2 separate regions of the Mus musculus genome follow, and region 1 is linked to region 2. The links are chromatin contacts, called in public promoter capture Hi-C maps. All regions are on one chromosome and are shown on one strand. Each heading gives the region's core, a stretch centred on a gene start, on an enhancer-like site or on the middle of the called end of the contact. The rest is flanking DNA. Distances are from core to core; before and after follow the strand shown. Region 1 holds the start of Zfp383 (zinc finger protein 383). Region 2 holds the start of Ttc9b (tetratricopeptide repeat domain 9B).

What was found. Promoter capture Hi-C pulls out the DNA fragments that hold promoters and counts their contacts.
Region 1: a contact with region 2 is called in a promoter capture Hi-C map of liver, with 7 times the contacts expected there. The contact joins the promoter of Zfp383 here to the promoter of Ttc9b in region 2. A contact is called at or near these places in 2 of 39 promoter capture datasets (both in liver) and 1 of 115 datasets of contacts at active chromatin or transcription factors (astrocytes).

What each region holds. Positions count from the first base shown.
Region 1 is chr7:29,906,948-29,912,225 of GRCm38.p6, forward strand. It overlaps Zfp383 (zinc finger protein 383), which reads left to right and starts at 1,570. Exons shown (of 5, transcript NM_001243908.1): 1 at 1,570-1,704; 2 at 3,236-3,300; 3 at 5,222-5,278. The coding sequence starts at 1,698.
Region 2 is chr7:27,652,613-27,657,384 of GRCm38.p6, forward strand. It overlaps Ttc9b (tetratricopeptide repeat domain 9B), which reads left to right and starts at 1,312. Exons shown (of 3, transcript NM_028417.1): 1 at 1,312-1,735; 2 at 2,300-2,482; 3 at 3,299-3,595. The coding sequence starts at 1,315. The coding sequence ends at 3,414. Gm38973 (a long non-coding RNA gene) reads right to left here and starts at 1,620. Exons shown (of 3, transcript XR_881908.3): 1 at 638-1,620. Map3k10 (mitogen-activated protein kinase kinase kinase 10) reads right to left here. Exons shown (of 10, transcript NM_001290528.1): 10 at 3,763-4,374. The coding sequence ends at 4,052.

The DNA of each region.
Region 1 (5,278 bases), core at 320-2,819, 2.3 Mb after region 2:
TTAATGCTAGGCGTGATGGCACCAACATGTGATTAAAAGCACGTAAAATTAAAATATAATTAATGGATAGCAATCTCCTTAGTGTGTAAATGAAGCCTTAATTTAATACCATGGCTCACCCTCTAAATATCTAATTAAGCTCAAAAGACTGACATTACAAGCTGAAATAGGGCCGGGCGTGCTGGTGCACGCCTTTAATCCCAACACTCGGGAGGCAGAGACAGGTGGATTTCTGAGTTCGAGGCCAGCCTGGTCTACAAAGTGAGTTCTAGGACACCCAGGGCTATAAAGAGAAACCCTGTCTCAAAAAACCAAACCAAACAAACAAACAATGCTTGCTTATACTGCTCTGCCTAGGACCGGAGTTCTGTTCCCAGCTCACAAATCTGTCTGTAACCCTAGGTGATGTAACATCCCTTTCTGACCTTTACAGGCAAATACAGGAAAAACAAGCCAGCGATGGTGGCACACTCCTTTAATCCCAGCACTAGGGAGGTAGAGGCAGGCAGAGATTTCTGAGTTCGAGGCCAGCCTGGTCCACAGAGTGAGTTCCAGGACAGCCAAGGGCTACACTCTGTCTCAAAAGACAGAGAGAGAGCGAGAAGAATTGTAAACAAACGCTTCTATTTCCTTTATTAAAATCAACTAATTTAGAGATTACTGTAACAACCACAAACGTGTGACTAGATATACAAACTCATACACATAACTCATAAAATAGAATATTGTGCAGCTAAGAAAGGAAATATTTATATAGAAATGAGTCCCATAAACACCAAAGTAAAACGGTGTACCCAGTGTATGATGAAGCTTGCCTTTGGTCCAAGCATTTGTGAGACAGAGACAGACTGATCTACGTGAGTTTAGTGCAAACCAAGTCTGCATAGTGACTTGCAAGTCCGCCTAGAGTGAGACCCAGACTCAAAATAAATAAAAATTCGAAGAGAATTTTTTTCACTACGTTATAACAGAACCCTATACCTATTCGGGAACAACCACTCGTTTACAATTCTTCCTAAATCTGATAGATTTTAATAACTAATATTCATTCTTTTTTTTTATATGCCACCTAAATGGATCATATAAATCCTATGCTGAGCCTCGCCAACAGAAAAGGGTAAAACGGAGAATCTGTCGTCATCCTGAAAATTCCTACAGTGAGTTACAAGGCCCAGAAATGTCCAGACTCAGGGTGTGGTATCTCAGAAATCATTTCAACAACTTTGTTCCAGGAGACCAGTGCCACGCAGTTCCTTTTTTAGACTACATTTCCCAGAAATACACGCGACTCTACACAACTTCCGGTGCAAACCTACTCCAAAAACATACAGTGATTCTCTGAGATTGGCCCCCTATCATGGAAGGGGCTCAATGCATTGTAAGAGTTTCTGTCCGAGTTTGTATATCTGTCTAGGAATTTCACGCACAAAATTGAAAATGCGGAACGAGCTCCTCGGCCTGCCTCAGGCCGTGCTCTGGCGGGAAATCCGAGAATGGATGCCATCTTCCCCGCCAGTTCCAATCGCGGACTACATTTCCCAGAAGCGTTCGCGAGTGCTAGGCAGCCCCTTCTTTTGCCTGCGGGACCCTCGTCGTCCGGGGACGGGAAAGTGTACGGCGAGCGGCCTATAGGCCCTTGTTAAGGCTCCAAAGCTGCGGCCCTGGGGTCTGAAGGGAAATACCAGTCAGTATCTGAGATGTCAGGTCAGTGGGAGCTGGTCTAGCAGGATGAGCAGCAGTGAGGCTTTGGCTCTGTTTAAGTGTGACCTTAAGTGACTCTAGGACGCAGTGAGTGCGTGGCTGTGATTTTTAGGATTCTTTGGTGGGTGTGTCAATGACCTGTGAACATGCGCAGAGCTGTGTGTGTACGTATGCACGTTTTCTTTATTATATGTGATTAATAACTTTGTGGCAGTGTGTGTGATTGTGTCCCAATGTGTTTGGACCTATTGTGTGTAACGGTATAGCACCTGTGTATGAGGGATATATCAGATAGCCAGTAATTATGCTTCCAAGAGTGTTAATCAGAGGGGGACTGTCTGTATGTTTGTATACTATGTGTATTGGGTACCTGTGACTGTGAGGATGTTTGAGTGTGATTATGTAACTTTATGTGATACCATGAGCATGGTTGGATGTAGCTGATCTTTGTTACTTTGTGGGTTCCTTTATTCACCGACCCTTTATACCCCCCCCCCCCCCCCACACACACACACACAACACCACCCTCCTGCTAGATAGGAGCGAAAGAAAAATAGATGGGGGAGAGAGAGAAAAAGAGAGAGAGATCCTTGACTCTAATTTGTTTCTTCTTTGATCATGACTGCTAACAAACCTTACCATACTCCCTGAACAACCACCAATCCAATCCTGCTTGTCTGGACCCTAGCATTTATGTATCCTCTGAAAAGTCCTCAAAATTTCAAATGCCACACAGTTGCAGAAACTATCTGCCACTGGCAAACCCATACCTATGCTAGAGCACAGGTAAATGAGCTGCTTTGAGGTAGCCCCATATTCCCACACGCACCCCACACGCACCTGGAATTAAAGCAGAGACATACTCTCAGAATATTTCTGTGGGTTTTTTTTTCAATTTTTTTTTATTATTCCTGTGGTTTTTAATGAAACCAAAATTCCAGAATTCTCACTACAATTGGAAGATGGCATGTAATTGTCAAGCTGACAGTATGTGTGTCTTAGGGGCTGTTATGTTCTGTTGAATGTGTATTGTGTATTGATTGTGTAAAATTTCATGAGGGCAACTGGAAGTGATTATAACTGTTGTGTGACTCCGCCGTGAGTCTCCTGTTGTGCCCGTTTGTAGCACTGTGGTTTTATGTGGTGTTGTATTTAAGGGTTCTATAAATGTGGTTGTGATTTCATCCTCAGGATGGATGTGTGACTGTGACTATCCAACCATACATTGTTGTGCTGTCATTTGGGTAGGGTGTGCTTGTGAGGATATATGTGGTTCCATGGTGGGTGACTGACAGCAGCTGTGGGTTTGTAGATTTGGTGTGCCTCTGACTGCCCAAGTGACTCCAATTTTCTGTCCTAAGAGACCCCCAGTGAGATAAGAACAGATTCCAGTATTGGACAACATAGGCTACATTCCTTCTCTGACTCTAGACATTATCATGAGAACCTAGACTTCTCCCTGGGTGACAGGTATGGATCCAGGGTGGCCTTTTATTAAAAGACTTAGGACTTCATGACTCATTTTTTCCCCCAGCTCCACTCCTCCAGAGGTACCCAGTGGAGAAAAGAGGAATGGCGGTGGACCACGCCAAAAATAAGGTACACTGGGGTTTCTGTTGGGATGACCCACAAATACTGTATTTTCTGGCTATAAAAAAGTGTGTTCTTGTTTTTCAATTATTTGGAGCTGGTGACAACTGGCTAGTAGGACATGTAAATGTCACTTCCATGCCTCCCTTTAAAAGTAAGGCGACTTTCCCCAGCCTGCTAGTAGAATAAGGAATGTGACTTTTTGCATAATAAAGAGCAGTTGGCAGGAATTAAGGGGGTGGGACTTCCAGGCTGGCAATGTTGCCAGCAGACAAAGATGGAATCAGAAGGCCCCCAGGACAGATAGAAGCAGCTAGCAAGAACCACTTGGAGAAACAGAATGGCGGAGGTCAGGATAAGTTAGTAGCTGAGACACTGTCCCAGCAAAACTTAACAACAGCTTTAAACTATGTAGCTGTCTCCATGTCTTAACACAGACTTATCAAGTGACCCGGTTCTTCCAATTGTCCATTCATGGAAATGATGGAAAACTCCAACATAGACACATGGCCTGTGTTCTCCCTGACTTCCTTCTGTTTAATGGTCACATGTTAATTTAGGAATTAGACAACTTACAGTTTTTGTTTCTTTCTATAACATGGTTATTTCAAAGAACTTGGAAAACAGAGCCAATTAAAATTTTTGCTACACAAGGATAACCTCTGTTTGATCAATTTCCTTTTCATGACATTTTCAAGGGTGGGATCTTACAGCATTAACCATTTCATATATTTGGAGTGAAAAACTATGCGTGGCAGTTGTGTGGTTTGGTTGTTGTTGGCTTTCTTTTGATTTTTGAGACAGGCTGGTCTCAGACTCTGCAAGTAGCTGAGCATGACCTTATACTTCTAATTCTTCTGAGCTGCAATTACATGTGTGAGTCACTATACTTCTGCATGTATGCATGTATGCGCAGTACCACATACATGCCGTGGAGGCCAAGAGAGGGTGTTAGAGTCACTGGAACATACTGAAGGTTGCGAGCTACCGTGTGGAGGCTGGGATCCAGACCCAGGTCCTGTGCAGCAGCAGGAAGCACTCTTAACCACTGAGCAAGCACTCAGCCCCCATTTTGAGTTTTTTGTGTAGTTGGTTGTGTTTAGCTCTGAGGCAGGGTCTCTCGCTGTAACCCAGGCTGACTCCGTGCTTTAAATCAGTGGCTCGCAACCTTCCTAATGCTGCAGCCCTTTAATGCAGTTCCTCATGTTGGGGTGACCCCACCCATAAGATTACTTTGTTGGCCCTTCATGAATGTAACTTTGCTACTGTAATGAATCATAATGTAAATATCTGCTCTGCGGGATAATTGATTATCCAGAACTACTTGGTTATCTAGAACCACTTCTCTAGAGTCTCCTGCTTCACTTCCCTAGTACTGGGTCACTGGTATAAGCCACCATGCCAAGTTCTGTACAAGGGTTTGAATCTTCTTTTAAAAATCCAAGCCAGGCAGTGGAAGATTCTAAGAAGTTTGAACTGTGTGTATAAGCTGTTGAGGTTGTACAGTCAAAAATCAAAACGTTTGGCCACCAGAAAAAGAACTTGAATTAGTAAGAAATGAAGGATTGTTTTGGTGTTTGAAACCAGGGCATTATGCGCATTCTTTATGAGTGAGCTAACTCCCCAGGCCTGTTCTTTGAGACTTGATCACACTCTATAGCTAAGGCTGGCCTGGAACTCACTGTGCAACCTGGGCAGACAAGACAGCTCAACTCCAAATCAGTCCTCTTGCCTCGTCCTCCCTGGGGCTGGCTTATAGTCGTGCAGCATCATGCCTGGCTTTGTGTCCTGTTTCTGGATGAACAGGCAACCCAGAGGTCCCGGGTCTGGTGACATCATGGAGTGGCTCTTTTGCTCAGCCGGACAACGCAAGCACCAACATTTTGGAAGTGCTCTCTGTGTTCTAACCTGGGTGTGTTTATTGTTTCAGAAACCGGTGGTGTTCAGTGACGTGTCTCTGGACTTCTCGCAGGAGGAGTGGGAGTGT
Region 2 (4,772 bases), core at 62-2,561:
GCGCGTGTGCGCGCGCGTGTGTGTGTATGTGCGTGAGTTTGTGTGTGTGTGTGCAGGTATATGTAGGAAGGGGTCAGATAACCACTTTGAGAGGCTGGTTCCACAGATGGAACTCACGTGGTGGCTACTGCTATGTTGCTGGCCCATAATGAACGAATTTCTTTCCTTTTCCCCCTCTTTTTTGAGTCAGGTGTAGCTCTGGCTGGCCCGGAAACCATAGAGTTCTGCTGCTTCTGCCTCCTAAGTGCAGGGATTGCAGGGGAGTGCCACCACAGCGCAGCCGCAGCCGCATTTTCTTGGTTGTCCTTATTGTACTGGTGGTCCTGGGCTGTCAGTGGGGACCCTTGTCACCTCCCCACTGGCTTTTCTGGAAATGGAAGGCAAGGGACAGAATGGCTAGGTTGCAGAGTTGCCTTTCCTCCAGGAAGTCCCCAGTCACACTTCAACCTAGAGCAAATGCCTCCTCTGACTTCTCCATGCTAGCCATGGCTCTCCTCCTGCGCTTCCCAGGATCAGCCACTTTGGGCTGTTACAGGTCTGTCTCTCCACTAGGCTGTGAACCTAGGAGATGTGGCTCTATCTAAATAATTCTTTCTCTCTCCTTTTCCCTCCCTTCTCCTTAATCTCCCACACCTACCTTTTCTTTGTAGTTCATGGCTGATCTGGAATTTCCTCGTTAGCACCAGATTAGCTTCAAACTTCTTTCCACTCTCCTGCCTCAGATGTCCGAGTGTGACTACAGGCAGGTGCTACCCCACTTGACTTCTGTTGTTGTTGTTTGTTTTTACATTGGCCCATCAACCCCCTCCCCCTGAACAGAAATTGAGCAATGGCTATTTGTTTATTACATAAAGAATCGATTCCAACGTATGTACTATTGTCCCGCACTATAGTACAATAGGTAATTTGAGGGGATTGTCCAAATCATAGAGTAATGAGAAACCAGTGTCTGAAGCCGGGCAGCTTGACTCCCAATCCTGTATTCTTATCCAACATGCCAAATGACTAGTGGGCTGAAAACCAGCTTTCCACAAAACTGATGTCTGCCCGCTCAGCCTTTTTCTTCTAGAAATCTCCGGGAGAACATGCAGTCGGGTGGGAGGGTAAGGACTGTGGGGACAAGGGAGAGGCGCCAGAACAACTAGACCCAGGCTGGTTTGAGGGTGAGCGAGGGGGAGTTTGGAGGGGTTTTTCTAGACCCATAGGGGGCAGCCGGAGACGGCAGCCAGAGATGTGGGGGCGGAGAAAGGGTGGGGACCGGCCCCGCGGGGGGCGATGCGGTAGCTGCAGCGGCGGCCGCAGGAGTTTCCCACAATGCAGCGCGGCGCGCTGTCCCCGGTGCTGATGCTCAGCGCTGCCCCGGAGCCTCCACCGCGCCCGCCTCCCGCCCTTTCCCCGCCGGGCCCCGGCTCAGCGCCTCGCCATGGCTCTGCTCGGTCGGGTCCTGCCCCAGAGCCGTCTGGGGGCCTGGCTGCGGCGCTCGACAGCAGCCTGCGGGCTGCCGTGGCGTTCAAGGCGGAGGGTCAGCGTTGCTACCGAGAGAAGAAGTTCCGAGAAGCCATTGGCAAGTACCACCGGGCACTGCTGCAGCTGAAGGCGGCTCAAGGGGCCCGCCCTGGCGGTCTGCCCACCCCCTCCCCGGGACCCACCACCAGCCCGGGGCCCGCCCGCCTCAGCGAGGAGCAGCGGCGCCTGGTGGAGAACACAGAGGTTGAATGTTACGACTCCCTCACTGGTACGGGGCCGTCGGGGGGCGCAGAGGACTCGGGTGAAACGGGTGGGTAGTGAGGGGGTAATCAGGAGGCTATAGAGCCTGTGGTGGCTGGAAGCTGAAGGAGTCAGGGCTGTGGTCTGGCGGGGAAGACTACAAAACTTGCTGAGGAAGAGAGTTGGGAGTAGATGAATAGGGCTTCTTGGATGGAGTAAGCAGGGGCTTGAATAATGAAACGGGCTCTGGACTTGGTCTTCTAAGCCCCACTTCCCTGACTCATTCTTTCCCCCGGTCTGCCACGCATGAGCCAAGGTTAGAAAGGCTTACCCTGCACCGGCTATTTCGTTCTTGGACCCTCCCTCTATAATTACTTGGGAAAACCTCCAGCTAATTGCTTCAGACTTGTCTGTCCTGCGCCCTCTAGCGGCGGCGCAGATAGCTCTTATACTAACAGGTTAGCTGATTAGTGTCTCCTGGTGGCCAGAGCAATCCCATATGCCCAGGGGAAGAGGTCAGGTTATTTGAGGTCATGTGAATCCTAGGGGATGCAGGCTGTGTCTGAGACTACAGGGTCTCTGCATCCCACAGCTTGCCTCCTGCAGTCGGAGCTGGTGAACTATGAGCGGGTGCGTGAGTACTGTCTCAAGGTGCTGGAGAAACAGCAGGGCAACTTCAAGGCCACCTATCGTGCCGGCATTGCCTTCTACCACTTGGGTGATTATGCACGTGCGCTGCGCTACCTACAGGAGGCCCGCAGCCGAGAGCCCACAGGTGAGTGGCAGGGCTGGGCTGGGCAGGGGGTTAGAACAGAGGAAACCTAGGCGGGAGGACCAGGGCAGAGCCAAGCCACCCCAGGGAAGTGCTGTTACCAGCTCCAGACAAGCTCTCTCTAGCTACCTAAGATTCCTCATACACTCATCCAGCACCCATCCACCGTCCCCAAAGGTATACTCACCTTGTTCCTCTGGCATTTCCCCAACCAACTCTCTTCATTGGGAATTGAACCTAGGGCCTCATGCATGCAAGGCAAGCACTCTACCAACTAGGCTACATCCCCAATGCTTTAGCCCATCCGTGTCCCTATCCACTCACCGACGATGGCCTTGAATATTTCTCCCCCCACACCCATATTCCTTCACTCCCTCCTGGTCACACTCAGCTCCTCTGTCACCTATGGCCCTCCACTCATCTGCTTGTAATGCTTGTTCTCTGCCCTCGGGAAGAGCAGTCAGGGTACTCATGTGTCCATGTGTGTGTAGACATGACACAACCCCATGGGGAGGGGACACAGCAGGAGCTAGATGTAGGGCTGTGGGAGCAAGGAGGCAAGATTAGCTTTCCCGTGAAGTGGTTTGCTGAGAACAGTTGTCACTTGGGGATGAGTGGAGGTGGGAGAGGAGCCTCTGCCGACAGAGCGACAGAGCGCGGCTGCTGCCGCTGCCACACGTGTGAGGTAGGAGGTGTGAAATCTCTCTGGGTGGCTGGTACAGCTGAGGTGCCGGGAGTGAGGTGCTGACTGTCCTGAGGACATAACTATCGGCTGCTGTCTCAGGACACCCAGATAATGTTCCCGTCCCTCCCCTGCAGACACCAATGTTCTCCGCTACATCCAGCTGACTCAGCTGAAGATGAACCGTTGCAGCCTCCAGAGGGAAGACAGTGATGGTGGCACTGGAGGCCCAGCTCGGAATGTCGTGGGCTGAGGCCAAGGGGCAGCCTCTACCTTAGTCCCTCCAACCCTACTGGGCACCTTCCCCTGACCTGCCCAGCTCGGAATGTCTGTCGTGGGCTGAGGCCAAGGGGCAGCCTCTACCTTAGTCCCACCAACCTCACCGGGCACCTTCCCCCGACTCATGCGTTTACTGGTAAAGCCGCTGCCACTGGCGCCTCCTTTGTGTGGTCTTATTGTGGGGATGAAGGACAGGTCTATACCTAGCTGTCACTTCTGCAGACACCCAGAGGCCCAGGGAGGAAATGTAGGGTTTAAGGGTGTCCCACTGTGGAGTAAATCAGCATCAGGGCCCAGGCAGGGGACGCACACACAGCCAAGCTTGGTAGGGGGCAGGGCTTACCTTTAATGCTGCGCCTTGTGCCAGATCCCCCACAATATTCTGTCCCTGAGTATCCCTGCCCACCCACCCTCTCCCCACAGCAGATTGGGCTCAGAGCTCCACAACCTGGGGTACAAAGGAATAAATTAAGTGTCCTCCCCTCCCCCCTTCCCCAATAAATAGAGTGAGTATCCTGCCCAGGGCCTCCCCCACCTTGGCAAATGGTGGGCTGTGGCAGGCCTGGGGCGCTACATTCATGGCTGCCCAGGCGGGTGGTGGTGGGCAGGTCTCAGTGAGAGCCATAGACCCCACATAGGGGCACTGTATTGTCCTGGCTCTGGCCCTCCATGTCCATGTCCAGCAACGTGGGTTGCACGCTGGGGGGCCCAGGGCTCTCTGGAGTGTCTGGCCTGCTTGGAGGCGAGATGCTGAGTGTCCGGCCAAAGGAGACCAGTTTCCAGGGATCCAGACGGGGGCGGCTGGCAGCAGGCCGGGGTCTTGGGGCAAAAGTGAGGGTGGTGGGGCGGCCAGGGAACTCCAGGGGCCGGCGTCGGGTAGGGAACAGGGCCTGGGGGTCGGGCAGTCGAGGGAAGTCCAGGGGGTCTCGAGGACCTAGGGAAAGAGGATCACATGCGGTGAGGGGTGGGGTAAAGGGCGCCGTTTCTATGCCAACCCCATCCTTGGAAAGTGGCTACTGGCTTCTGAGAGACTCTCAGAACTTGCTGCACCTGCTTTCTAGGAAGGCCACAGCCATGAGCAGCCCCGCACTTGGGTCTTGAACAAGTTCTCACAGTTTCCAATGGCTTGTTCTGGAAGATGACCTTTTTACATTTTCTGTGACAGGCTGGTCTGGAACTCTGTGTAACCGAAGATGACCTTGAACTCCAGAATATGGGGTTGTAGGATTGTGAAAACATCCAGTTTTATGTGGTGTTGGGGATCACACTCAACATGTTAGACAATTCTTCTACCAAAGGAGCTGTACCCCAGTTCATCTTTCCATCTTAGGG